3 separate regions of the Sus scrofa genome follow, and regions 1 and 3 are each linked to region 2. The links are chromatin contacts, called in public Hi-C maps. All regions are on one chromosome and are shown on one strand. The core of a region is the stretch at or near the end of the contact, and the rest is flanking DNA. Distances in the headings are between cores, read along the strand shown. Region 1 holds the start of RASGEF1B (RasGEF domain family member 1B). Region 2 has its middle 130 kb from the start of RASGEF1B. Region 3 has its middle 57 kb from the start of RASGEF1B.

What was found. A called contact is a pair of places that touch in the nucleus more often than the background predicts.
Region 1: a Hi-C map of liver shows a contact between it and region 2, with 4 times the contacts expected there. The contact joins the promoter of RASGEF1B here to the enhancer-like site in region 2. A contact is called at or near these places in 6 of 47 Hi-C or Micro-C datasets (embryonic fibroblasts, fetal liver, liver and 1 more) and 1 of 2 datasets of contacts at active chromatin or transcription factors (alveolar macrophages).
Region 3: a contact with region 2 is called in a Hi-C map of liver, with 4 times the contacts expected there. The contact joins two enhancer-like sites. A contact is called at or near these places in 1 of 47 Hi-C or Micro-C datasets (liver) and 1 of 2 datasets of contacts at active chromatin or transcription factors (alveolar macrophages).

Annotation. Positions count from the first base shown.
Region 1 is chr8:136,554,521-136,558,895 of Sscrofa11.1, forward strand. It overlaps RASGEF1B (RasGEF domain family member 1B), which reads left to right and starts at 1,695. Exons shown (of 14, transcript NM_001195367.1): 1 at 1,695-1,831.
Region 2 is chr8:136,419,344-136,424,318 of Sscrofa11.1, forward strand. It overlaps a transcript of RASGEF1B not described here. Among named protein-coding and RNA genes, the nearest start is that of RASGEF1B, 130 kb to the right of the region's middle. Within about 2 kb of position 2,883, at least 1 of the 83 cell types and tissues checked has an H3K27ac peak or open chromatin away from gene starts, as enhancers often do. A contact at or near this core is called in liver, where this site is marked.
Region 3 is chr8:136,610,543-136,614,928 of Sscrofa11.1, forward strand. No RefSeq gene overlaps it. Among named protein-coding and RNA genes, the nearest start is that of RASGEF1B, 57 kb to the left of the region's middle. Within about 2 kb of position 2,944, at least 21 of the 83 cell types and tissues checked have an H3K27ac peak or open chromatin away from gene starts, as enhancers often do. A contact at or near this core is called in liver, where this site is marked.

The DNA.
Region 1 (4,375 bases), core at 445-2,944, 130 kb after region 2:
GTGTGGTTTGGTAAAGTGTTGAATCAGTGGTATCATAGTATCCTCTTTATATTTTTGAGGAATTAAAATAAGCATCTTTTGTTTTAGTAGGGGTAAAATACTGTAGAATGTAATGCTGGCAAAATCTTCTGGGCTGATGGGTGTATCCAGAAGTTACAAAGGGCATGTCAAATATTTCCATTAAGAAATCGTGATTTAGTCCGACTCCTTTAATTTATTGCTACAGGTCATAAATGACTTGCCCAACCTCATGTGGCTTCCTTGTTGCAGAACCACGATGGAAAACTGAGCTTGAAAGACTAACCAACCAGCACAACCACACCAGCTGAGCAGGGCCACCCAAGCCTCGGTGCTTTGTATTGAATAGCTGGCCAGGACAGGCTCTCCTTTTACAAACGGCAGAGAAGCTCAGGTAGATGGGAGTGGATGACTGAGTCAGGGGAGACCCGTTTGCAGAAGAGAAGGAGGGAGTATAATCAGAGAAAAAGAAGTGAGAGGGGGTGTGCCTGTGCAGAAAGGGAGGGGCGGAATCAGAATAGGCGCGGTGAACCTCGAGGTGGCTGCTACCATCCCAGAAAGGAGGCGGGAGGGAGGGAAGATGGAGCGGGACAAAAAGGGGGCCTCTATCACAGCCATCCTAATGGAAGGCCTTCCTATAGGACAGGTGTGAATAGTGTTGTTTTACACATGGGAAAACTGAAACGCAGAAAAGCGGCTTTACTTATCCAAGGTCACGTAGCGGGCAACTGTCTCCTGATGTTTAGTTTGTATTCTTTCCCTGCATCTCTTCCTTCCCTTGTTTGCTTCCATCGTTTCTTTTCTCCAGCCTTTTTTTTTTTTTTTTTTTTTTTTTTTTTTTTTTTTTTGTATTCGTACAAGGTGAAGTACTGGAGTTTCTATCTTTTTTCTAAAACAGTTATCAAGTATCCAATTCTAGAGTATATGGTTACCATGACAGCGCAGCCTTTAGGGAGGCCGGACCTCCCGCTTTGCCTCCAGAATCGTATTTCACAGCACAGGTTCCCTCTTCTTCTTCCTTTTTTTTTTTTTTTTGGTGGAACTTTTAACAGCCGCAGTTTGACATTTTGTTTAGGTGACCGTTCGCTTAACGCTTGTCCTCCTCTAGACTGCACGCTTCCTAATGGCAGGATCCAGCCTCCTTTTGCCCGGAGTGTGCCCCCAGCGTTTGTCACAATGCCTAGCACGCAGGCTTTCTGTAAACATTTGCTGGGCCAGTGTTCTTGTGGTTTCTCTCAGCTCTCCTCTGAAAATTCCACGGACAGTAACCTCTAGCTCATAATTATGTTAATAGATACTGTATAACAAGTCGGGCCGGTATGTACAGGTAGCACACAGGTAAATGAACACACACGGGTACACACATGACTGCACAAACAGCCTCCAGCACATGCGCTCAGGAGGAGACGCACGCGGGCTCAGCGAGCCGAACCCGCGCTGGTAAACACCGCTGCGCCCGGCTCCGCGGGCCTCCGCAGCGTAGGAGGGCACCCGGGCAACCGCGCCTCCAGAGTCGGGGCCCCCGGGACCCGTGGGCTGGTGCCCGGCGCCGGGGGCGGTGGCGGAGTGGGCGGTGAGCTGCGCCGTGATTGGCCGTGCGGCCGCTCGGGCGGGGCCGGCGGCGGGGGCGGGCGCTCGGGCGGAGGGGTGTGCGCGGCGGCGGCGGCCGGAGTTTCAGTATAAACAAGGCATCCGACTGGTTGGGCGGATTTTTCTTTTCCTTCTTCCCGCGCGCTTTCGCTCCCAGTCCTTTGGTTGCGTTGTGGGCGCGCGGCACACAGCCGGGAGGCCGAGGACCCGGGGCCGTCTGCAGGTGGGTTGTTCTCTGGTCAACAATTCTCCCGGGAGAAACGGGAGCCCGGCGGCGGGAACGCGCGACCCCGCCGCGCGCTGCGCTCTCCCAGGCGTCCCCGGAGCTGCGCGCGGAGCCGCCCGGCTCTCTCCCTGCGCCCCGGCTGCCGGTGCGCCGGGAGGCGGCGGGAGAGCCCGGGCCAGTGGGCGCTGCCGGCTCAAAGCGCCTGCTAAAGCCGGAGACCGGGAGAGTCCCCTTGCCTGGCCGCCGAGGATGTCTGGGGCCGCCCCGGCAGCGGCCTGGGTGCCAACAGGTGCGGGACCCAGCCGTTGGGTCGCGGGCGGGGACAGGCTTGGGATGTGCCTCGCTTCTCGCCCTGATCCCGAAGCCAAGCCTCTGTTTCGAGATCTTGCCACGATTTTCGAGGATTTGTCTGAGTTGTAGTTGCGTTCATCCTTTTTTCATCCTGTCTCCCCTTCCTTGTGCACTGCGAGGCTGTTTCCTTCTGCTGCTTGGCCAGTTTTCGTGTGCGGGTGGGTGGGTGGAGGGAACTGTTTATTTTTGGTGTCGGAGCCTTAGGATCTTAAGGTCTGCTTCTTTGGGCGGAGACAGGGGAACAGAAGTCATTTACTTGCCCCTGACGAGGTGATATTCCTTCAGCGGACAAACTTGGGGCACAACGTGTCGCCTTTCTCTTGCCTGAGCTCAGGTTTGTCGCCTCGGATCACCTGGTCGGGCTTTAATAAAGTGAACAGGAGCTACCTGGGAGCCTCGCGGGCTGCCCGCAGGAGAGAGGCTCCTCCTTCTGGGGAAACGGTGGCAAGAACTTCAGGGCTGTGCGAGAGAAATGGGAGGGACAGGAGGCCTGTACGTGCGTCTGTCTGTCTGCGTACGGCTGTTGTGCGCATTCCTACTTCACCCCAACCCGGTCCGCGCAGTTCAGGCGAGAGCACCGCAGCTAATGAGCCCTCTGACAGCGCCGAGGGTGGCACAAGCGTCGTAAACAGCAGGAGGGTCTCTGGGCAGCGACCCTGTCTAAGGACTGTGGACGCGTCTGTCTGCGCGGATGAATCCGGTGGGTATGGTGTGTGCAGATGCATATGCACACGAGTGTGTCTATGTGTGTTTGGGCGAACGCGTCTCCAAGGAGTCCTTCGTCAGCAGCGCCATGTGACGCCGGTCAGGCACTGCTTGTGTGCGTAGATCTATATTTAGCCCCGGATGATCTTTCTCGGCCGTGGGAGGTCTCTGAACCGAGTGCAGAAAGAGGAAGAGTTCAGGGACCAGGGTTTTGCGCTCCTGAATAATGTCTGGAACAGTCAGACTCAGATGGGGTGAATAATTCTTCTTTCCTCTCAAAGCAGGAGCGGGAGCTGGGCATGTGATGGCTGGACCTTAATTTGAAACATAGGCGGTGGTGAGAAACCTGTGCCTGTGCGAAGAACCAGGGAGGTGGCAGTTAACCGGAGTGGGCGCCTGATTGGAGATTTGGGTAGAAAACACCTAGTCAGGGAGGTTCAGAGCAAATCTTAAAGTGGCGTCTAAAAGGAAATAAAAATAGAAATGCTTGGCTGTTGAGATTTTCCTAACAGATCAAGAGCGTGGCAGCGTGGCAGGTCCCCTCGTTAATGGTTATTTTGTTTCCGGCGTGGCAGTGGCTGACCCAAGGAGGACCTTGGGCACTTTTGACAGAAGTTGGGCTTCACCCGTCCTAAGCCTCTGTTCCGCCTTTCAAGCAGATTTTCTGACCAAGTGGAGACCATCAGCTGCAGATCAGCAAGTTGGTCCCGCCTTTGTTTTCCTGGAGATGGCAGCATTTCTGGCTCCTGAGCCTCCTACTCACTTTCCAGTGATCTAATGAAGTGTTGGGTTCTTAGAATTTATTTCTCCCCTGGTGCATTTTCAGTCTTGCTGCATTTTATATGCTCCGCTAGACAATTAATCTGATAACCTGGGATCATACTGTCTTTTGGAATAGAAAATCACTCTAAAGCATTTATATTTATTGTCTTTTTAAAGTGGAGTTTATCCTGAGGTATGTGTTAAATATCATTATTATCGTAATAATACACATCTTATATTATCACTAACACTGCATTCTTGCACTCTAAAATTGACTATTGGCTAAGAAACTACAATAGACCAAAAAATAAATCGATTGAATACACCTATCTAGAAAAAAAGAAGGTAAGAAAATTGGAGAGGGCACCCAGGTGACTAATATGGCTGGTGGGAAGGTGCCTGACGTGGCGGCATCGACTTCAGCTCCAAAGGTGACCTGGAACAGCTGGACCTTGGAGGAGCATTCGGATGACCCCGAAGAGAGTATCTGTTTGGACAGGGGATTGGGAAATGAGGGTACTCCCCCTTCCTTGGGAGAAGAATCTGGAATCCCTGAAGCCACAAATAATAAATGGAAAAGCTATTAGAACATTTTGTGAGGTCTTCAAGAGACAAATTGTACTGCTGAAAGTACTGCCTAAGATTGATGGGATTTTTGTCTTTAGTGGTTGAATTCAAGTGTTACCTCCCCTTCAGTTGTCCTTTCTGGTTTTCCGATTAAAT
Region 2 (4,975 bases), core at 1,633-4,132:
CTCTTTTCAGGATCACCGCTCTGGGAGGGACTGCGCTGTTGCCATTAGCAAGATTCTTCATAAAAAAGAGCCTACCACTACTTGTTCAGGTGGCAAATGAGAGCCTAGAATCATGTGGAGAATTTCTGTGAGTCCTGCAAGTGGTGGAAGGGAAACTTGAAGAAAGAGGGGAGATTGTTTCTGTTGCTTTATTTGAACTCGAGTTTTCCTTAGCCTTTGCTAAAGTCTTTTGTTGCGAAAATCAAGTGAGTGCAGTTGGGAACACGGAACTTGGAATCAGAAGATTGGTACCTATATTCTGAAGTAACCATTTATTTGTTGTCTGAACCTGGGCAAGTTCTTTAACTTTTTTTTTTTTTTTTTAAACACTTGCACCTGCAGCATATGGATATTCCCAGGCTAGGGGTCAAATGAAAGCCGCAGCTGATAGTCTGTGTCATAGCCACAGCAACACCAGATTTGAGCCACATCTGCAACCTATGCCAAAGCTTGTGGCAACGCTGGATCCTTAACCCACTGAGCGAGGCCAAGGATCGAACCCTCAACCTCGTGGTCCCTAGTCAGATTCATTTCCGCTGCGCCGTGACAGGAACTCCAAAGGCTTAGCTTATTTAGCTCAAATGCTCATCGTTTTCTTGGGTACCCAAAGCCTGGACGGCAGGATGAGGGAAATCAAAGGGGTTGTGCTGTATACAATGTAGTGGCATAGACACTGAGGCTGGGGTGGGAACTTTCCCTCAAAAGACAGTGTAGGGGAGCAGACCTCAGGTGACATCTCTGATTCCGGGAATGAGATGAGTCTTTGAGGAGGAATTGAGAGTTAACACGGGAGTTTAAATATCATCACTAAGTACGGAGAGGCAAGAGTGGGCTCGTGAGGGGAAAATGAAACCAATATTCGGCAAATTTCAACGAAGTCCAGTTGGGAATACAAAAGCAATGAGCGATCTGAGAAGTTTAAGGTGCATCTCTAAGGGAAGCCGATCTACTTCTTTTCAGATTAGGACCAGCCATTCCTACTTCATTGGGCAATGGAAGAAATAGGATATGTCCTCAAGGCCATAGACAAAGAGACGTACCGGGCTGGCCAAGATGAGCTGAAGGGAAGCTGAAGGTTCATTAAAATATAGGTGGGAGTTCCCGTCGTGGCACAGTGGTTAACGAATCCGACTAGGAACCGTGAGGTTTCAGGTTCAATCCCTGGCCTCGCTCAGTCGGTTAAGCATCTGGTGTTGCCGTGAGCCATGGTGTAGATCTCAGTCGCGGCTCAGATCCCGTGTTGCTGTGGCTGTGGTGTAGGCCGGCTACAGCTCCAATTAGACCCCTAGCCTGGGAACCTCCATATGCCGTGGGAGCAGTCCTAGAAAAGACAAAAAGACAAGGAAAAAAAAAAATATATATATATAGGTATTACGTGCCAAAGAGCTGGCTTTCATTCATTGAAGATGTAACTTGGTTCTGGGCATCATCATAAATACTGGGAATATGGCAACTCTTCCTTACCCTTGATGTGCCTTATCCCTTCCCTGCTTATTTTTGCTAGTAGAACTATTACCTTTCTCAAATACTATCTGTTTCACATGTCTTTATTTCTCCCCTAGAACCTAAAAGCTATGGGGTCTGAGCTCTATGAGAGTGGGGAATGCCCTCTGTTTTGTTCAGTGTTCTATTCGCAGCATCCAGAAAGTATCTTGCTCAAAAATAACTTGCTGAATAAATTAATGAATTCCATCATTTATCTGTGTTACTTGCACAGGAAAGAAGAGAGATCACATCCACAAGGCAGCAACTATCTGAATGTTCCTTGGAAACATTGATGAGGCATGTATACATTTCTGTATTAATGAGAGGATTTTCCTCTCCTATTGGGCATAAATATATCTCAGTGGGTTTACCAGTATATTAATCAGTATAGGTTGCATGATGCTGTGACGACAAATTAGCCCCCCATTTAGCTTAACTCAACACAGCACAGGCAGTGCAGAGTAGCCAGAGGTTCTGCTCCACAGAGTCACTCAGGCACCCAGGCTCACAATATCTCCACCAGCCTTTGCCACCAACACCTCAACGTGACACTTCAGGGTCTGCCACTGCAGGAAGAAGGGGAACAAGCACAATTTATGACTCTGCTCAGGTTTGCTCCAAGCTTGCTTCTTTCTCCAGCACGATCTCAAGGGACTGGGGAAGACGGTCCATATATCCGGGGGGAGAGGAGTACCAGTTGAGTAAGCGTGCTCGTCTCTGTCATAGCCAGTGACCAGTGCTGTGGGGCATCACTCATATTTAACAGAAAAAGCTCTTGGGGGACAAAGAATTGACTTTGGGGTTGTTTGGTTTAAAAAAGTTTGAAATACAGGCCTAGAACTAAATAATTATAATTACATAACTATATTGCATACGTAAGAACAACACTTGAAGCCAAGTTTTTTTTTTGTTTTTTGTTTTTTTTTCAGTAAATTAAGGGGAAAAAATCACACAGGGATGGCAGCAAGCAGTCACAGACCCATTCACGTGACTGGATCAAGGCGCTCTCTCTTGAGGTTCCCACTATGGTACATGGGTTAAGAATCTGATTGCAGTGGCTCAGCCTGTTGTGGAGGTGTGGGTGCCTTCCCAAACCTGGTGCCTTGGGTTAAAGGATCTGGCGTTGGCATTGCTGCAGTTGCAGCATAGGTCAAAACTGCAGCTTGGATTCAATCCCTGGCCTGGGAACTCCGATAAGCCGTGGGTGGAGACACACACACACACACACACACACACACACACACAAAGTCTCTGAGGCCTGTTGTGAAAATTTGTTTATCTAACCAGCACTGTCAGTGCTCATTCTCTTTTCCCTTCATGGAGAGGGAGTTTTTCATCTCCTGTGAATGTGACATTGTTCCCGCAGAATCCATCTTTCCGAACACAGGGATGTCTACTTGGACCTGACCTCCAAGGCCCCATTAAGCAGGAAAAGCAAGAGCTCACTATCTTCTAAAAACAACAGATTCTGGCTTTTTATCCTATTATGAAGGAAATTCCATCATAACAGCTTGGTCACTGACCTCTAATTCTCAGGCTTGGCGGGAGGAGTTATGCATAGTCTCAAACAAGCCCAGTTGTCGTAAATTCACCCTGCTCCTCCATGAGAAATGTTTGCAGAAAGTGATTGTACAAGCAGGCAATTGATGAACCTATGCTGACACGTCATAATCGCCCAAGTCCATAGTTTACCTAAGGGCTCATTCTTGGTGTATAAGAACATGATATCGTGTATCCATCAACATGTGGTACCACACAGAGGGCTTTCACCGCCCTGAAAATCCTCTGTGGTCTGCCTGTTCACCCCCTTCCTTACTTCTTGGCAACCAGTGATCTTTTTACTGTCTCAGTAGCTTTGCCTTTTCCAGAGTAGCATCGAGTTGGAATCGGAGAGCCTGTAGCCTTTTCAGATTGGCTTCTTTCACTTAGTAAGTAAGATGCATTTAAATTTCCTTCATGTCCTTTCATGGCTTCAAAGCTCCTTTCCTTTTAGCACTGCGTGATATTCTGTTGTCTGGATGTGGCACAGTTTATCCATTTACCTACTGAAAGACCTCTTAGTCACTTCCAAGTTTTGGCAGTTATGCATAAAGCTGCTGTTAACATCCGCATCCAGGTTTGTGGGGGCATAAGTGTTCAGCCCCCTTGGGTAGGTACCAAAAAGCATGATTGCTGGATTGTATGGTAAGGATGTGTTTAGTTTCGTAGGAAACGGCCAGCCTGTCTTCCAAAGGGGTTGTGCCATTTTCCATTTCCACCAGCAATGAATGAGGATACCTGCTGCTTCGCATCCTCACCAGCATTTGGCATTTGTCAGTGTTCTGGACATTGTGGTCATTCTAATAAGTGTGTAATGGTATCTCATTATTATTTGTTTATTTTTTAGGGCCACACCTGTGGCACATGGAAATGCCCAGGTTAGGGGTTGAATTGGAGCTACAGCTGCCAACCTATGCCACAGCCACAGCAACACTGATCCAAGCAATGTCTGCAACCTACACTGAAGCTCACGGCAACACCGGATCCTTAGCCTACGGAACAAGGCCAGAGATCAGACCCACAAGGGGAACTCCCTCTTCATTGTTTTATTTTGCATTTCTCTAATGGCATATGATGTGAAGCATCTTTTTGCCAACTGTATGTCTTTTTTGGTGACTTTTCTGTTAAGATGTTTGGCCCATTTTTTAAACTGGTTGTTTTCTTATTGTTGATTTGTAAGCATTCTTTGTATTTCTTAGGTTAGAATCCTTTGTCAGATATGTTCTTTGCAAATGTATTCTCCTGGTCTGTGGCTTGACTTCTCATTCCCTTGACATGATCTTTTGCAGAACAGAAGTTTTTAATTTTAATGAAGTCTAGCTTATCAATTACTTCTCTCATTGATGGTTCCTTTTGTGCTATGTCTAAAAAGTCGTCAGAGTTCCCTCTGTGGCAGAGTGGGTTCAGAATCTGACTGCAGTGGCTTGGGTCGCTGTGGAGGTGCAGGTTTGATCCCCTGTCACACACAGTGGGTTAAAGGGTCCCACATTCCCACATTGTCACAGCTAAGATTCAGTCCCTGGCCCAGGAATTCCGTATGCCATGGGTGTAGCCATTAAAATAAAATAAAATAAAATAACAAAAATTAAATGTCATCAGCATATCCAAAGTGTTCTTCTATATTATCTTCTAGGAATGTTGTAGTTTGGCATTTCACATTTAGGTCCATTTGAGTTAATTTTTCTGAAGGGTGTTAGGTCTGTGCCTAGAGTCACTTTCTTTTCCCCAGGTGGGTGTCCTGTTGTTGCAGCGCCATTTGCTGGAAAGACTCTCTTTGCTCCATTGTGTTGGCCCTTTGCTCCTTGGTCAGAGACCAGCCGAGTGTATTTATGTGGATCTGTTTCTGGACTCCCTATTCTTTTTTTCCTACTCTTTTGCCAGTATCACACTGTCTTGATTGCTATAGCTTCCT
Region 3 (4,386 bases), core at 1,694-4,193, 190 kb after region 2:
TCACGAGACAGGTTATGCGGACAAAGACACGAAATGCACTATGATGTATCGTAGAAACACACTTTCAAAATTTCTTAGTGAGCGCAGCGAGCAAAGAGTGAGTACGTTAGAAACAGTTTGGACATTTTGTACCAAGAAGGTGGCCCGTGGCGAAGTGCCTTTATCGCTGGTTCCAACCCGGACCTGCACGAGCAGGGCCGACTCCCCTGCGTCCCCACGCCCTCTTCTCCTTCCGGGTACCTCCGGCTCTACCTCACCTGAGACTCTGCATCCTCAGCGAGGTGCTCCAGGGCCCCCAAGAGATGGAAAGCCTGGAAGAAGATCAGAGAGTGAGAACAGACATGACTGAGGGAGTGGGAGGGACTCATTTATGTGGAAACATGAAAGCAGAACCCAGCAGGCAGTGACTAATGACACGATAGCTCTGCAAACACCCGGGCGTATGATGTGAATGCCAAGCCGGCATTGCCTCATTCGGCACAAAGATACGATCTGAGCAGGAACACGGTAGACAGAAAAAAGAAAAAGGGAGTTCCTGCTGTGGGCCAGAGGCAGTGAACCTGACTAGGAACCATGAGGTTGCGGGTTCGATCCCTGGCCTGGCTCAGTGGGTTAAGGATGAAGCATTCCTGTGAGCTGGGGTGTAGGTCACAAACGCTTGGATCCTGCGTGGCTGCGGCTGTGGCTGTGGTGTAGGCTGGCAGCTACAGCTCCGATTGGACCCCGAGCCCGGGACCCTCTATATGCTGCGGGAGCTGCCCTAAAAAGCAAAAATAAATAATGTAAAAAAAGAAAAGAAATAAAGAAAAAGAAACATAGAATATCCTTAGTTATAATCACAGCAAAAAAAAAAAAAAAGAGAGAGAGAGAGATTGGCATGATTTCCTAAAGGCCACTTCCTCCCTCTGAGTAGCCCTCCACTGGTTCATTCATTCATTCAACAAACTTGAAACCCCTAGGGAGCCGTAAGGCCCTCTTCAGCGTTCCCCCTCCCACATCCAGGTTCCAGCCGCCAATCTTCTCTTCATTTCCTGAGGGGCCTTCCTGACTCTTCTCCCTTCAAAGATCAGCCAAGAAATGATTGCTCAAAGGCCGAGGCAACAGCAACTTGATGTATAATTTAACCCCGCTCCAGACAAATAAATCCACAGGGCTGACGTTGCATTCAAGCCCGCCCATGCTCCCGGGGGCACCCCAGCCTGGCGAGAAGAGGGTTCAGCGCGGGGGCCACCACCCCTGCGAAAGGCCACCCGGCGGCGGCGTCCTGGCCTCCAGATGTGCTCGCTGCTCAGTACTGCCCCCTCCCGGACGACCCTGACTCGCTCTTAGCATCACCACCTGCGTGGATCCCCAGGGCTGGCGCAAGGCCCACGGGAGAGCAGAGGTCCCGACACTTTCTCGGGAATTTACCCTCAGCACGACTGAAGCAGCGGAAACCACGCTTCCCACTGGGCCACGCATTCGCTGAACCCACCCAGAGTGCAGGCGTCGTGCCAGGCTTTTTGCGGACCGCCTAACGCGGGCTCACAGGGCAGGCCCGGGCCGTGGTCCTAGGCCGAGCAGCTGTCCGGGCCGGAGGCAGCACGGGCACAGCCGGGCCGCGACGGCGCCGCAGGGGCTGCGGGCGGAGGCCCTGTGTGGCGCGACGATGCAGAGGGTCACGGCGGAGGGAGCGAGGCCGGGACAGACCCCAAAGGAAGGAGCTGGTCCTTCGGGAGGAACCTCAGGCGCCTTCGTTTTCCGCGGGGGCTGGGGATCCGAGGGGAAAAGGACTAAATGCATCCGACCAAGCATCACCACCTTCGAGGAGCAGGTGTGAGTCTGGAAATCCTGCGCGGGCTCCCAGCGGCAGCTCCGAGGGGCCGCGGGCGAGGTCAGGGCGGCTCCCACAGCATCGCGAGGAGAGCGGCGCTGTGACCGAGGGCGCGGGCTGCCGCACTCGCGGGGCAGGGCTGCCAACGTCCGTCCGTCCGTCCTTCCTTCCTTCCTTCCTTCCTTCCTTCCTTCCTTCTTTCTTTCTTTCTTTCTTTCTTTCTTTCTTTCTTTTCTTTCTTTCTTCTTTCATTCTCTCTCTCTCTCTCGCTCTTTCTTCTTTCTTTCTCTCTCTCTCTTTCTCTTCTTTCTTTCTTTCTTCTTTCTTTCCCTCTTGTCTTGTCTTTCTTTCTCTCTCTCTCTTTCTCTCTCTTTCTCTTTCTTTCTTCTTTCTTTCCCTCTTGTCTTGTCTTTTTTCTTTTTCTCTCTCTCTCTTTTTCTTTCTTTCTTTCTTTTTCTTTCTTTCTTTCTTTCTTTCTTTTTTCTTTCTTTCTTTCTTTCTTTCTTTCTTTCCTTCTTTCTTTCTTTCTTTCTTTCTTTCTTTCTTTCTTTCTTTCTTTCTTTCTTTTCTTTCTTTCTTCTTTCATTCTCTCTCTCTCTCTCGCTCTTTCTTCTTTCTTTCTCTCTCTCTCTTTCTCTTCTTTCTTTCTTTCTTCTTTCTTTCCCTCTTGTCTTGTCTTTCTTTCTCTCTCTCTCTTTCTCTCTCTTTCTCTTTCTTTCTTCTTTCTTTCCCTCTTGTCTTGCCTTTCTTTCTTTCTCTCTCTCTCTCTTTCTTTCTTTCTTTTTCTTTCTTTCCCTCTTGTCTTTCTTTCTTTCTTTCTTTCAACTCCACTGATACCTTCAGGAACAGTAGGAGTGGTTTTCCTTTTTTCCTTTTAAATTGAAGTATAGTTAGTTTACCGTGTTGTGTTCGTTTCAGGTGTACGGCAAAGTGATTCAGATATATAATATTACATATATATTCTTTTTCAGATTCTTTTCCGACATAGGTTATTATAAAATATTGAATGTAGTTCTCGGTGCTACCCAGTAGATCTTTGTTGTTTATTGATTTTATTCATAATGGTGTACAGAATTACCAACTTTCAGAAAAGAAACTATTAGAGGTCAAAGAGGTCTATACTGCCATCAAGTGGTGGAACAAGGTAGCTCTAAAATAATCTGGTATGAATTAATTTTCTAAGCTGCAGAGAGGCTGGAAGCTAGTACGCTTGACAGTAGGGTTTGAAAGCCTTTATTTCTTCAGCGCACCAGCGCAGCGTTAGAACTTTCCCTCTTTTTGCGTGCTTTGTATTAGTTGCCCCCTGATTTCCCCTCCTCGCTGGATTCGCCAAGCTGATGACGTTATCAGTGGAGAAATGCTGCCACCTTGTGGTCGATGTGAAAAGAAGCACCGAGGGCGAGTCGGAAATGGTTTAACTTGGTGAGGAGGAAAATTGTGAAGCCCGCAGAGATAATCTTTGACATTTCCGTCCTTTTTGTAGGGAAAGAACATGCACTATTTCTGAATTGCACTTGGGTCACTTCTCTGTGACTCCAGGGAAATGAACTGTTGTCCTCAGATTCCTTATTTGCAAAGTAGACATAATAATAACACATACAATAAATACTATTTCTCTTATTATTTGCTTCCTTTCTCACGAGGGCTTCTTGTCTTCTTCTATCCCCCAGATAGAAAAAAAGGCCCTGTTTACATAAATTTTCACGAAGTATGGGTAACGGCTGTTGCTCTTTTGTAGTTATCACAGTCCATTAAAGGAAGCAGTGCAAAATAAATCTTCATTTTTATAACTGACCATAATTTTCTAGACCTTGGCTCTTCCCCATCCCTCTCTTTGCCAATGTCTAGTTTTTTTTTTCTGTTTTGTTTTATTTTGTCTTTTTGCCATTTCTTGGGCCGCTCCCGCGGCATATGGAGGTTCCTAGGCCAGGGGTCGAATCGGAGCTGTAGCCACTGGCCTACGCCAGAGCCACAGCAACACTGGATCCGAGCCGCGTCTGCAACCTACACCACAGCTCACGGCAATGCCAGGTCGTTAACCCACTGAGCAAGGGCAGGGATCGAACCCGGAACCTCATGGTTCCTAGTCGGATTCGTTAACCGCTGCGCCACGATGGGAACTCTTAGTTTTTTGTTTTTGCTTTTTCTTTTTACAGCTGCATATGGAAGTTCCTGGATCAGGGGTCAAGTTGGAGCTGCAGCTTTAGGCCTAGGCCACAGCCATAGCACCACTGGATCCTTACACCACTAAGCAAGGCCAGGGATCGAACCTGCATCCCCACAGAGACCTCAGGTCCAAAACCCACTGAACCTCAGCAGACACTCCAAGTCTAGTTCCTTGAGTTCGACTCTGTGGAACTCCCGTCAAACCGAAGATTCGATTCACTCAGTCCCTGTTTAAAGCGTCCGCGGCTCCTTCCTCCCCAGGTCGCCTTGCGCCCACGTACTGGGATCCTTGTCCTGCACACGTGGTGGATCCTGAGTGCAGGGAGCCCTCAGGGCCCAGGAAACACAGGCTTCCCTTTAAAGAGCCTGGGGACCTTGTCTAAAGCCTGTCTACCTCCGGACATGGA